Regions from separate parts of the Mus musculus genome. Here region 2 is linked to region 1. The links are chromatin contacts, called in public ChIA-PET maps. All regions are on one chromosome and are shown on one strand. The core of a region is the stretch at or near the end of the contact, and the rest is flanking DNA. Distances in the headings are between cores, read along the strand shown.

Region 1 (6,453 bases), core at 1,177-3,676:
TAAAATCATGTCTTGCTGTTTGCATTTATTTATTTAAGACAGGGTCTCTGTAGCCCAGGCTGGCCTGTAATTCACTACGTAGACCAGGCTGACCTCAGACTCATAGCAATCCTCTTACATCAGCCTCCCGAGTGCTGGGATCAGGGTCATGAGCCGCCATTCCCAACTTTAACTCATTTAATAACTAAGGAACAGGAAGTTTAAAGATGATTTACAGTGTTGGACATGGCAGTACCCACGAGAATGAGGCAGGGGGAGAGCTGTCTAGACTACATGGAGAGTTGGAGGCTAAGCCTTGGACTATGTTGTAAGAACTTGAAGCATTAAATATTTACAAGGCTCTGGGTTCAATATTTTAGCACAGAGCCTCCATGGGAGGCTCAAAGAAGAATTCAAGAGCTGACACGGAAGCAACTGATGTAAGACTGTCCTTCTTAAGGAGGTCAAGGCTATTAATGTCTCAACCAGAATTCATTTCCTTATCTCTGGGCAATAACAGTTTCTGTCTCTCATCAGTTTGCTACAAGTTACAGGATTGTAAAACAGCTCAAAGACAAAAATAAATTGCATAAATAAATAAAGGTAGGGCACAAAAGCAACTTGTAGGATATACAGAATAGCATCATCGAGAAGGGATGCACACTTTGTTCGCTGAAATCTTGCCCAGTACTTTTTTTTAAACCTCTTTCAAAGTCAGAAGTCCTGACACAATCAAAGTCTCGTAGATTATTGGAGGTAATAAAATGGCGGTTCTCCGTATGGTCGGCCTGTGTATCTGGGTAGGTGTGGTTTGATGTTAGGTGACCCTAAAGGCTTCCTTTTCAGTCTAGAATTGTGCAGTGCTAAGTAGCTACTGGTGCAATAGAACGTAGCTTTAAAAGTTCTTTTTTTTTTTTTTTTTTTTTTGACTAGGAAGCAAACCTAAGAAATGTTGCATTCGCCTGTCCTGTCTATGTATTTAAGAGAATTCCTTCCTACTTGAATGTCCCTATGGCTGACGTTCCTTGTCTAAGAGGAAGTGCCTTTGTTAGCCTAAACAAGATTAGTGACCTGCCTTTGGAACTAGGGCACAGGTTACAGGCCTGTAAGGTTGGCTCTAGGCCAGTTTTCTTGGGCGAGCTTTGCAGGCGTTAGCTCCTTACTGTCATTACTGTCATTACTGTCAAATGGCCAGCAGTCTCCAGCATGATCTTTCGAGGCAGGCCAGGGCAACATTGCCTTGCCAAAGTAGAGGGACTCAGTCACAGTGTTCAGAGAGGACAGAGAAGTTTAATTCTGTTTTGTTGAGGAAACTCTACTGCACTGCCGTACACTGACAGCTTGAGAAGAAGGACCCATGGCTTCCTTATATAGCCATGAAATGGGGCATTAAAATCCTGTCAGCTCAGGGAAGCTTTTCTTCTCAGGTCATCCTGCCCTCTGGGATTCTGTTCTGCTGGACCTTGGGTTGTCACTTGGTGTACATAAAACTGTTGCTCCTGGATTGAAAACAGTCCCGGGCATGCTTGCTGCTGCACTGGTGCAGCCTGGGATGTGTCTAGGGGAGGTCAGCTCAGAAGCCTGTGCCCAAGTGTCTGCTCTCGGAGTGTCAGTAGTCAGTAGTTTAAGGTCCTTGGCACACCGTCCCTCTCTGTGAGATTCTGGGCAAGGCCGTGCTGTGAGGAGCCCATTATTAGCCTGTGGTCTGTAACAGCCGTGGGCAAGCTTCAGGGAGCAGAGGCCTGTGATGAAGAGACTATACCTGGGTGGCTACTTTAGTAGCTCATGACTATCTTTTTTTTTTTTCTTTTTTTGTTTTTGCTTTTTCAGACAGGGTTTCTCTGTGTAGTCCTGGCTGTCCTGGAACTCACTCTGTAGACCAGGCTGGCCTCAAACTCAGAGATCCACCTGCCTCTGCCTCCCAAGTGCTGGGATTAAAGGTGTGCACCACCACTGCCTGCTATGGCTATTATTTTATCCACCTGCCATAGGTCTTTTTAAAATAAATTTGCAAGGCTGTGTAGTGTTCCACTGGAAGGTCACCGAAAAACTGCCAGTGCCCATGCCTTCCCCCTATTTTAGTGTCTTCAAGGCTTTTCTACAAAGTGTGCATCTCCAACTCATCTGTAGAGAAGGAGAGTCTTTCTTGGTCCAAAATAGAGCTGCCTCACACAGTTCTGTGGCTGAAAAGTTCAGGGTCTGCTAGGGAGGGACTGAGGAATGCTGGGAGAACCTGGAAGCCAAGTCTACTTTGGTATGTTAAATATTCACCTCAGCTGTTTGTCCCGGGTCTGAATCCCAACAAAGGTGAGGACCCCAAGGCTCCATGAAAGGCCAGACACCTCCGGAGACTCCCATCCCCCTCGGAGCTGTTTGCTGTGCCAATGAGGAAATTACTTTTACTTTCTCGACATCTTGCACCACCGCCACCGTCTGTCTTTCCCGGATGTTGGTTTCTCTGTCTGTCCCATGCAGCAAGCTCGTGGCTCCCCTACAGGCGCACCAGCATCCCCAGGTACAGCTCCTCTGGGCTTTGAGAAGAACCTTACTCAAGGTTGGGATACCCGACTGAACATCTCAAAGCAGCACTCAGAAGGGAGCATGCCCATCTGCCGGTCCCCTCTCCGACCACAAGGAGCACTTCCGGAAGCCTCAGTCAGCCCCGCCTCCTCCAGGAGCAGGGAACAGTCAGCCCCGCCCCCTCCAGGAGCAGGGAACAGTGCACTTGCCCTCCTAGGAGAAGCTTCCTCCTTGAACTTATTCCATGCAGAACCGGGGAATGGTATTGTCACTCCTAACCAAACCTAACCCTGGGATTAGAACCCAACGAACCAAACATCTTGAGGAGGAACGGTGGCAAATAGCGGATTCTCTGCTTGCCATTGCTGGCTGTTCTTTCCCCTGTACCTGCTGGACTATGCTCCTGGGAAAGGCCCACGGGGAAGGTCACACCTCCCCCATGCCTGCGCCCATTGACTGTGCCTCCTGCACTTCCATGGTGTTGGGCTTGCAACTGAAGCCATGCAAAACCAGCTACTTGTACCATGTTTTTACGTGCGACAGCTTTTAAAATGGACTAGTGATGCAGTCCTCTTTGGTCCCGAGGCACACTTCTCTTTCCTGCCTGCGTTTGGCCTCTATGTGGAGATAGGGAGTGAGTAAAGGAAGTCTCTGAGCAGAAAGTGGCAGACATCAGTCCTTTTATGGTTAGTGAACTCATTTAACAGGCAGTACATTCAGTGGGAGTGAGTCCGCAGTGTTCTCCCATAGTTACTTTAAAGCTGTGCAGAAAGGGAAGTGGGAATCTTTACTGGTCATTGTCTGATGCTTCTTTTCCCACCTCAAACATCATCCCAGTCTCAGGGTTTTGTTGCTGTGACAAAACAACATCACCAAAAAAAGCAGGTTCAGGAGGAAAGGGTTTGTTCAGCATACACTTCCACATTGCTGCTCATCACCAAAGGAAGTCAGGACAGGAACTCAAGCAGGGCAGAAACCTGGAGGCAGGAGCTGATGCAGAGGCCATGGAGGGGTGCTGCTTACTGGCTTGCTTGCTCCTCATGGCTTGCTCAGCTTGCATTCTTCTAGAACCCAGGACCACCAGCCCAGGGATGGGCCCTCCCCTGCCTGCCTTGATCATTCATTGAGAACATGCCTTACAGCTTGAGCTCATGGAGGTATTTCCTCAACTGAAGATCCTTTCTCTGTGCAAACTCTAGGTTGTATCAAGTTGACACACAAAACCAGTTAGCATATCCCCTTAACTGCCTCTGGCCTAGTCTTTATGGACAGGGACCTTTGGAAGTCAGTGGATATTGCTGTGCAGGTATCCAATAGTGCCCTTGGAATGTCTACTTCTTGAGCCATGGACTCTTCTATCTTAATGGTCCTTGGGACCGTGGCCATTTTCCCCTCCCAATCACAGTTCTGCCATTGATGGCTTTAGGATGCTCCTCATTGAGGAGTCACCCACTCTGTGACAGATAAGCCTTTATAAACCTCACATAGCAAAGCAAGTGTGTTGAAGAATGACTACATCAAAAATATCTTTGATGCAAGCACAGCTACAGAACACAGAAGGGTGTCATGGCCATAAGAAAGACTAAAGGAGGAACCAGGAGATGGCAGGAGCTGAGCCATGGGGAGGTGTGGACTAGGGGTGGGGTAGGCTTTCTCTGTCTTCCCTCTTCTGGTTGCTGAAGTTGCAAATCACCTGCCTTCTCAAACACTGGGAAGACTTGGTCCTTCAGATACTGTGATGGTTTGTATATGCTTGGCCCAGGGAGTGGCACTATTAGGAGGTGTGGCCTAGTTGGAGTAGGTGTGTCACTGTGGATGTGAGCTTTAAGACCCTCACCCTAGCTGCCTGGAAGCCAGTATTTCCCTAGCAGCCTTCAGATGAAGATGTAGAACTCTCAGCTCCTCCTGCACCATGCCTGCCTAGATGCTGCCATGTTCCCACATTGATGATAATGGGCTGAACCTCTGAACCTGTAAGCCAGCCCCAATTAAATGCCGTCCTTATAAGAGTTGCCTTGGTCATGGCATCTGTTCACAGCAGTAAACCGTAACTAAGACAGACACTCAAACAAAACCCCGGATTTTCTTTTGTCAGGAGGCATAATCGCAATACCCCATGGGTGACGGGGGGAAAAGCCTGCCTCCAGAGAAGCCTCAATTGTAATACTGCCCCTCAGCTGGATCGATTCTGCAAAACAGAGAGAAATGGTCTGAGGTTCCCTGTGGTCAACTTTCCTCACTGTTAGGAAAAGTATCAGCTCAGGATGCCCAAGACCAAGTTCTCAACACAACGAAGACTTATTTACTTCAGAGGGACAAAGGACAGGGGAGAAGGGACAAAGGCAGGAGATAGAGGATGAGGAAGAAGGGGAAGGGAAAGAGGGAGAGGGGACAGAACTGTTTGTCCTGGAGCGAGACAAAGGACAGCCTCTGGATAGAGAGGAGACAGATGTGGACCATAGGAAAATGGCGGTTTATAAAGGCAAAGGGGAAAGACAGTGTTAGGATGAGGTGTTTAATTTTAATTGGACATATGAATTAAGTGAGCCAAAGGAGCTTTTTAAAAATGATTTATGAGCCAGCATGGTGGCACATGTTTTTAATCCCAGCACTCTGGAGGCAGAGGTAGGCAGATTTCTGAGTTCGAGGCCAGCCTGGTCTACAAAGTGAGTTCCAGGACAGCCAGGGCTATACAGAGAAACCATGTCTCAAAAAAAAAAAAAAAAAAGATTTATGTATTTATTTATTTTACGTATATGATTGCTCTCTTCAGACACACACCAGAAGAGGGCATCAGACCCCTTTGCAGATGGTTGTGAGCCACCATATGGTTGCTGGGATTTGAACTCTGGACCTCTGGAAGAGAGCAGTCAGAGCTCTTGACCACTGAGCCATCTCTCCAGCCCTTAAAGAGAGCTTTTGATTGCTGGACTTCAACACTTTGATAGCTGGACCTTGGTAGTCAGCTTCAGGAGGAGGAAGTGGCTAAAAAAAGGGAATAGACCTTGTGGGTAGCTTTAAGGATGTAATCTAATGGTTTGTTAGCAAGACAGAGGGGATGGGGGAAGGGCAAGGCCCACCAGAGCTGTGCTAAACACACCCTCCACTCCTGTCATGCTGGCCACTCTCACGTCAGCCAGAGTCCTTTCACTTACCATCAAGACCAGCTAAAACTGGCCCACAATTGTTACCTAGATCTTGCTACCTTACAGCTGTCTGTGGTTTGGCTCCCCTCCCTCCGGGGTGGGCGGGGCCGGGGGACCCTTATCTAACTCTATAACTATACTGACTGAATCTTCTTGTCTAGTCCTTCGTCCTCCAAAACTCCCCCTGTGAAGCAATCTCTGGGAGACTTTCCTCTCAAGGGGTTTGTTACATGATCTTGAAACTAACTAGCTGGTAACATAGATCACCCATCAGCCAAGTTCCAGCATGTCCTCTCAGAACTTAAATGAGACCTAGAAATGAGGACTGTGGAGACTTCCCTCGCCACCCCACCCCACCTGGGGATGTAGTTCTTGTAACAAAACAATCAAAGAGACACCTTCCCTAAGCGCCAATAAGGATCCTGTCATTTTATCCACTCCTGTGGTCACTAAGGTCACGCATGTAGACTCCTGGATCCATCACATCAGGGTTGAGACTTGACAGCTCACACAGTGTCCCCACCTGAGAAGAATCCAGCAATCGTATCTCCAGAAGCAGGTCCATGCGCCTGTGAGGCAATGGAGGACCCCCAGCTGCTCTCCAGGAAACAACCAGCTAAGCCCTAGCTGAGCAGGAACCCTGTGACCTTCATACTACCCCCTCAGACTGGCCTTTGCGCAATTGCTACTCTACAGGACTTTTCTGGAAATGGTTATCCTGTTCTGGGCTATAGTTAAGGTTCAGCCTCTCTGCTACTAAACTCAAAATGAAAAACTGTAGCAAAACCTGGGGAGAAGAATGAATGAC
Region 2 (6,453 bases), core at 1,450-3,949, 260 kb before region 1:
CCACTTGGCAAAACAGTGAAGTTATTGTGTTATATATTATCATGGTTCCCATTTTACAAACGAATGTCCCGGGACAGATAAGTCGCATGTCTTTTCTTGGTGCTGACTTTCCTCAAATATGGATCTTCTGTGCTCAGATGAGGCTTGACCGGATCTAGGGGTGGCCTCTGTACTGAAGTCCTGGGCACGGTGCCACCCGCCTGCGTGTCACGGAAAGGCAAATCAGTAACGTGCCGAGAACAAAACGCTCCCCTGCCAACCACCAAGCCACTGTCTGTGGCCAAGGACAGAACTGAAGTGGTTCAGCCCTTTTAAAGGACCTCTCTGGAAAACAGCAAGTTTCTAGATAGAAAGAATAACCTTACCGAGAGCTGGATCCAGCCCTGCCTCCCAGGGCCTGAGGTCTCTCGTCCTGAATGTCTTTCCTGTGACTCAGTGGCCACGTTGGGAGGGTGGCGGAGGACATGCTCACTGGGGCTCTCTTTCTATCCTAAAGTTTTAGTCATAACTTGGTTTATTGAAAAGGGAGGAGAGAGGAATTCGTGCCCTAGAGAGAAAAAAATCTTGCAAGGTACTAGATGTTTTATATCCTTAGGGATAATTTGGGGGATATGAGAGTTGTGGCCTTTTCCATTCAGAGACCAAGGAGTCACCAACCTCAGTTTGCACGTGCAGGCTTCTGAAAACAAAGTTCTGTGTAACCGACACCTCAAGTCCTTACTGGAAACAAAGCCCCTCTCTACACAGAGCTTTTGCCAGCAGGTTGCAAAGGAAAGAATCCCACAGAGATTGCCACCACGGGGACTCCCGCCTGCAGTTGTCAAACCTTCACACATCTCTTACCCACGGCCTCTCGCTTTTCCTCCATGCCACTTGGCAGAAACAGCTACCCAGCAGTCCACACCATCCCTTTTCCAGTTCTTTGAGACCAACATTGTCACTTTTTCTCAGGTTACTGAAATAAAATAAACACAGATCTGACTACTGGCTCCTTTTCTTCAAGAGTGGAAAGTATCCTGTCTGTCACATGTACTACGGCGCCTAATATTGGTCTACCCATTCCAAGGACCCACTGCAGGCAATCCATCCTGTTGGGTATAGGAAATCTAAGCAAATCACAACCCCAGTTTCCAAAAGATCAAGTCCAAGGAGTAGTTCTTGACAGTAGAGGATGGGTCATGGTGCAGTGATCACAAGTCTTCCAATTGCCACTGAGAATCAGTCTTGGTTTGGGTGTCTTGTTTTGTTTTTGGTTTTGGTTGGTTGGTTTGGTTTTTACACCTAACATAGCATAGGAGATCTTGAAATGCCGCTACATTCCACCAGTCATACTTAAAACAATGGGGAAAGACCCTCCCTTTTCCTCCTCGCATACTGCTAGGTTTCTTCCAGCAGAAAGGTCCCCACACACTGTTCTACCTGCCTGGTACAGCCTTCCCAACGTCTTTCTCCCTTGCTGGTATCTACGGCGACAGGGCAGAAGATGGGATGACGTAAAGCCAGTGCCCAGGCTTTGGAATCAACTGAGTTATAACCCTATCCTCTCTACACCACCCACTTGACTGAATGCTCAGTAACGAGCCCCATGCTGCCCCTAAACCGATGCCTACCCACATGGTAATATGAGTCCAGACCTCACTGGGACACTTTTCACTATGGACCTAACACATTACAACCGGGTAGCAACCTGTACTGGCTGGTTTTGTGTGTCAACTAGACACAGGCTGGAGGTATAACAGAGAAAGAAACTTCAGCTGGGGGAGTGCCTCCATGAGATCCAGCTGTGGGGCATTTTCTTGGTTGGTGATCAAGTGGGGAGGGCCCATTGTAGGTGGTGCCATCCCTAGGCTGGTAGTCTTGACTTCTATAGGAAAGCAAGCTGAGCAAGCCAGGGGAAGGAAGCAAGCCAGCAAGGAACATCCCTCCATGGCCTCTGCATCAGCTCCTACTTCCTGGCCTGCTTGAGTTCCAGTCCTGACTTCCTTTGGTGATGAACAGCAACGTGGAAGTGTAAGCCGAATAAACCCTTTCCTCCCCAACTTGCCTCTTGGTCATGATGTTTGTGCAGGAATAGAAACCCTGACTAAGACACAACCATAACCTAGTCAAGATTATTTTTTCTATTGAGGCTGCCAGTGCTCCTCAGGGATGCTTTCATGCCCAGATCATGGTCTGCCTAGTCCCCTTGCACTCTGGCTCTTTGCACCTATTGTAGACTTAATTTTGAATTTACACCATGCTTTGAGTGAGACTTCTGTCTTCTCCACTAGGCTGGTGGCTTCCTCAGAGCAGATCTTTGTGGGCTTGTCACGTACGGAGATCCCAGCCCCTCCCACAAAACCTGTGCCAACAGAGAGCTGGCTAGTTTATGTCAAGTTGACACAAGCTGTAGTCGTCTGAGCGGAGGGGTCCGCACATGAGAAGATGCTTTCACAAGACTGGCTGCCGGCAATCTTAGATGTCCTTCTGGACTCCTCGCCTCTGGAAGGCCACCTCCCGTTCAGCCAAGCAGCACTGAAAAATCTTTCCCTTTGTGTTTCTGAGAACAGAAAAGGGAGTCTTGAGGTCTTCTCGGTTCCCAGGGACCCCAGCGTAGTCCTGTGTCCTCTGATCCTTTCTCTGTTTGTCCCTGACCTGCTGTTATCTTCCTTGAAGCAATAAAAGTGCAACCCAGCAGCACTCCGTGGTGGCACTGATGCTAAGAACTGACACCTCTCACCGCAGAGGTTAAGACACTTCTTTGAAGAAACCCATCACTCTCTGGCAGTCTTCTAACAAAAATGTCTTGGCTTTTAGAACTGCAAAGCAGCTAAGGAAAGGTTTACAAAACACCAGTAGCAACCTTTGCCTTGCAAAGTCAGACCACTGTGAAAGATTGTAACCATCTGAAGATTAGACCGCCAGATTGACAGGAACCGGAAAGCAACATCAAGAGCCATTAACTAAAGTGGCAGATCAGAGAGGGTCTTTTTCTTTCTCTTGTTTGGTTTCTGCTCTTGTCATTACAATATTGTTGGTACAACAAAAGGTTGTCAGTCGAGTGTATGCACTGCGCTTAAGTTATTTTGGGAAATCATAACGTGCTTACAGTATAGGCATTAAAAATTATAGTCCACCTTAAAACTGAATGTAAAAAAGACAGAGTTTGCTTCTTTGCTCTTCAAAAACTATTCCTTATTCTACAAAATAAAGCAGAGAACAACTTTTAGACTTTTTTTTAAAATCAGCTAAAATGAACTTCCTTCATTCTGATTAGCATCCCAGACAACAGCCACAAAACTACTCCCTTCAGTGAGAAAGGGCTAGCCAAAGTCGTGTTTATTAAGCTTTCTTTTTATTATCCAGTAGATCAGAGAACTTCCCTGGAGGTTGGAGGAAGACGACCACAAATTCGAGGAAGCCTTATTAGGAGTAGCCCAGAAAATATTTTATCTTCTATTTGTCTACAACAAGCACTGAAAGGCAGGATGCTGGCTGGATGCAAAAGGCCAGACATGAATCACTAAATTGCAGGTCTGTAGATTGAACTCAGAAAAAAAAAATTCACTGTTCCTGTTTCCTGACTGTTTATTCAGTCCTTCATCCGCCCCCAGAACCTATTGCCAGTAAACAGCATGGAATAGAGGGTTAGGGGAGATAGCATCCTGGATGGACATTCCCTTCATTCCAGATATCTGCCTTTTAAATTAAATGGTTCCTACCCCTAAGAACAGACTTCTAGTTAGCAGACACTATTTCTCCTGCTGGGCAGACCTTCGATTTTAGCACTCCAGTGGCAGAGGCAGGTGGATCTCTGTGAATTAGAGGCCAGCCTGCTCTCCTTAAAGATTCTGAAGCAGCCAAGACTACACAGTGAGACCCTGACTCAAAACAAACAAGCAAACAAAACCAAGCCAAACCAGGGTATCGGTGCTTTAAGGTCACGGTGGCAGGATGGTAATAAGAATCCCCCCACCCCTGGCCCCGTGGGATCAGATGAAAGAAAGTCATGACGAAAAGCCACTGAGAGAGTAGTAAGGGAAACAGTTACAGAAAACAGGAATAAAACTAGGTGGGATGTTCCCCACAAAGGCCAGCTAGCACCTCCAGCCTTATTAACCTGCTCACGCTGAGCTCCATCCCCCCCAAGAGAATCTTGTTCAAAAACTCTGAGCGCAGGTAGCCATAGACCCAGCAGGAGAAATAGTGTCTGCTACTAGAAACCCAAACTGGATGGAGAATTCAGTCTGTCTGGACTGAACAAATGACTGTAACACAGGAAGCTGTGGGCACAGGATCGGAAAGGGGCCTGAGAGTCTTCAGGTGAGAGACAAGCAGTGTCCACCATTCTCTCACCTCCACAGCCCAGAGGAGCAAGGGGTCGGAGGGGCGGGAGGGAGGGCACCGCAGAACTCGGAACCTGCAGTACCATCTTGATGACAGTGAATCCCCAACAGCACAGATGGTGGAGACTGCAAAATTGTGTTAGGAGTCTGAAGCTGGGAGATCTCTCTAGCTTGTAACACATTATACCTCCACTCCACCCCCATGTCCACAATGAGGGGCAAGCTGTGGAGTCTAGGGGTTGAGAACCTACGATGTGTGCGTGGTGGAACTTCCAGAGGCACTGAAGAAAGGTGAATGTAGGTGGGTAGGCCCTTCATATGACCTCAGGGTCTCAGGCAAAGACAACCCTACAGAGACCAAATGATCCCACAGAGCCCCAAAAATATCAACCTTGGGAATCAGACACCAGAGAGTCTGGCAAGAAAGTGGCTGCCTGGGCCTGCACTCTCTTTTGCTGTCATAAAAACACCACAGAAAAAACCAACGTGGGCAGGAGAGGGTTCGTTTGGTTTACACAGTCAATCACAGACCACCGTTGATGGAAGTCAGTGTAGGAACTCAAGCAGGAGTAGAAGCAGGGACCTCGGAGGAGAGAAAGCGGCTAACTGGCCTGCTCTTGGATTCACGTTGAGCTACACTCTGAGGACCTCCTGCCCAGAGGTGGCCCCCGTACAATGGGTGGGGCTCTCCCATGCCAATCACTAATCAAGAAATGCCCCATAGATTTGCCTACAGGCCAATCTGCTGGAGGAGGGTCCTCGATTGAAATTCCTTCTTCCCAGAGGACCCAAACTTATGTCAAGTTGACAGAAAAAGACTAAAAGTACAGGGTCTTCAACCACAAAACCCTTCTCTCTGGTAGGATTGGATGGTTTAACATGCTTGAATCACTGAGACTAGCAACACTCACCACCAATTTTGGAGGGTGGTGTAAGGTGTATGTGGTGGAGGAGGGAGGGAAGGAGGAAAGGACATAAAGAAAGCAAGCCTATGAAACAGGAAGCCCCAATCAGGATGAAATACTGACTTGGGGCACAATATCGTCTGTTTTCATTACATTGCTCACTTTTTTCCAATTTTGTTTTTAGGGTTTTTAAAAATCTCTTTATTTTATTAGTTTTTGAATATAACTTTTTATTTGGTTTAATAATTGCCCTCTGATTAGGGTGGTTTTTTTTTTAATTTATGCTTTTATACTTTAATTCTGCATGTGTTGTGCTATAACATGAGTGTCACTGGGAAAGTTCTTTCTGTTGGCTTTTCCTTTCTCTGAACCTAAAGCTCATATTGTCTCTGGTGATTCTCACACCCTAACACACACTTTCCTTCCATCCTTGCTTTGTCCCCTATCCCTCCCCTGCAATCCCATCCCGCTCACACAACTTAAATACTGATACTCCTACCCCTAAAAAACACCATGAGCTATATACAGGTGTGTGTGTGTGTGTGTGTGTGTGTGTGTGTGTGTGTTCCCCTGGAACTGGAGTTGTAAGCTTTCATGTGAAGCCTAGCAATCAAACTCTGGTTGGACATCCCCAGCCAGGTGTGTAGTCCCTCTGTGCCTTAGGAGAGAGCACGCGTGTCTTCTCCAGTGGCTAGCTCACCAACTAAGCACTGTGCTTATTACTGCTGCTGGCTTCCCTAAACATAAGCGCAAGCAAAGGCTGCTGACCAAGAGGATGCACACACAGTGAAATGGGAAAAGGGTGGAGACAGAGAAAGAACTAAAAGCTGGAGGCCACATACACACCAACAGATATGTAAAACACAACAAAGGAACACACACACACACACACACACACACACACACACATCAGACAACACTCTACTATAACACCCGTGAGCTAGTGACTTCTCAGAAAACAATGACAGATCTGAGAACCAGAAATATATTTCAGATCCCACTTTTAAAAGGACCAGTGTCCTTGTGTTAAATAAGCAAAGGAAGGAAGAAAGAAAATCAGTTTGGAACCTAAATAAGAAAGTTGCCAAATTAACCCAGAACCTACACGAGAAAGACATCAAGGTGGATGAAACAGTCGGTAGCTTAAGGGAAGATTTTAAAACGTGGAGGCGAAAAAAAGGGAAGGAGGTTTAAAAGCCAAAAATGAACCAACTAGAAAACCT

Evidence for each region. ChIA-PET counts read pairs in DNA pulled down with a chosen protein or histone mark.
Region 2: an RNA polymerase II ChIA-PET map of memory CD8 T cells shows a contact between it and region 1, with 10 read pairs. The contact joins two enhancer-like sites. A contact is called at or near these places in 1 of 484 Hi-C or Micro-C datasets (the C2C12 cell line), 1 of 115 datasets of contacts at active chromatin or transcription factors (memory CD8 T cells) and 1 of 9 other capture datasets (liver).

What each region holds. Positions count from the first base shown.
Region 1 is chr15:96,563,129-96,569,581 of GRCm38.p6, reverse strand. No RefSeq gene overlaps it. Among named protein-coding and RNA genes, the nearest start is that of Gm32457, 15 kb to the left of the region's middle. Within about 2 kb of position 2,426, at least 105 of the 459 cell types and tissues checked have an H3K27ac peak or open chromatin away from gene starts, as enhancers often do. A contact at or near this core is called in memory CD8 T cells, where this site is marked.
Region 2 is chr15:96,823,982-96,830,434 of GRCm38.p6, reverse strand. Gm32564 (a long non-coding RNA gene) reads right to left here. Exons shown (of 3, transcript XR_384399.2): 2 at 844-955. Among named protein-coding and RNA genes, the nearest start is that of Gm32564, 8.5 kb to the right of the region's middle. Within about 2 kb of position 2,699, at least 16 of the 459 cell types and tissues checked have an H3K27ac peak or open chromatin away from gene starts, as enhancers often do. A contact at or near this core is called in memory CD8 T cells, where this site is marked.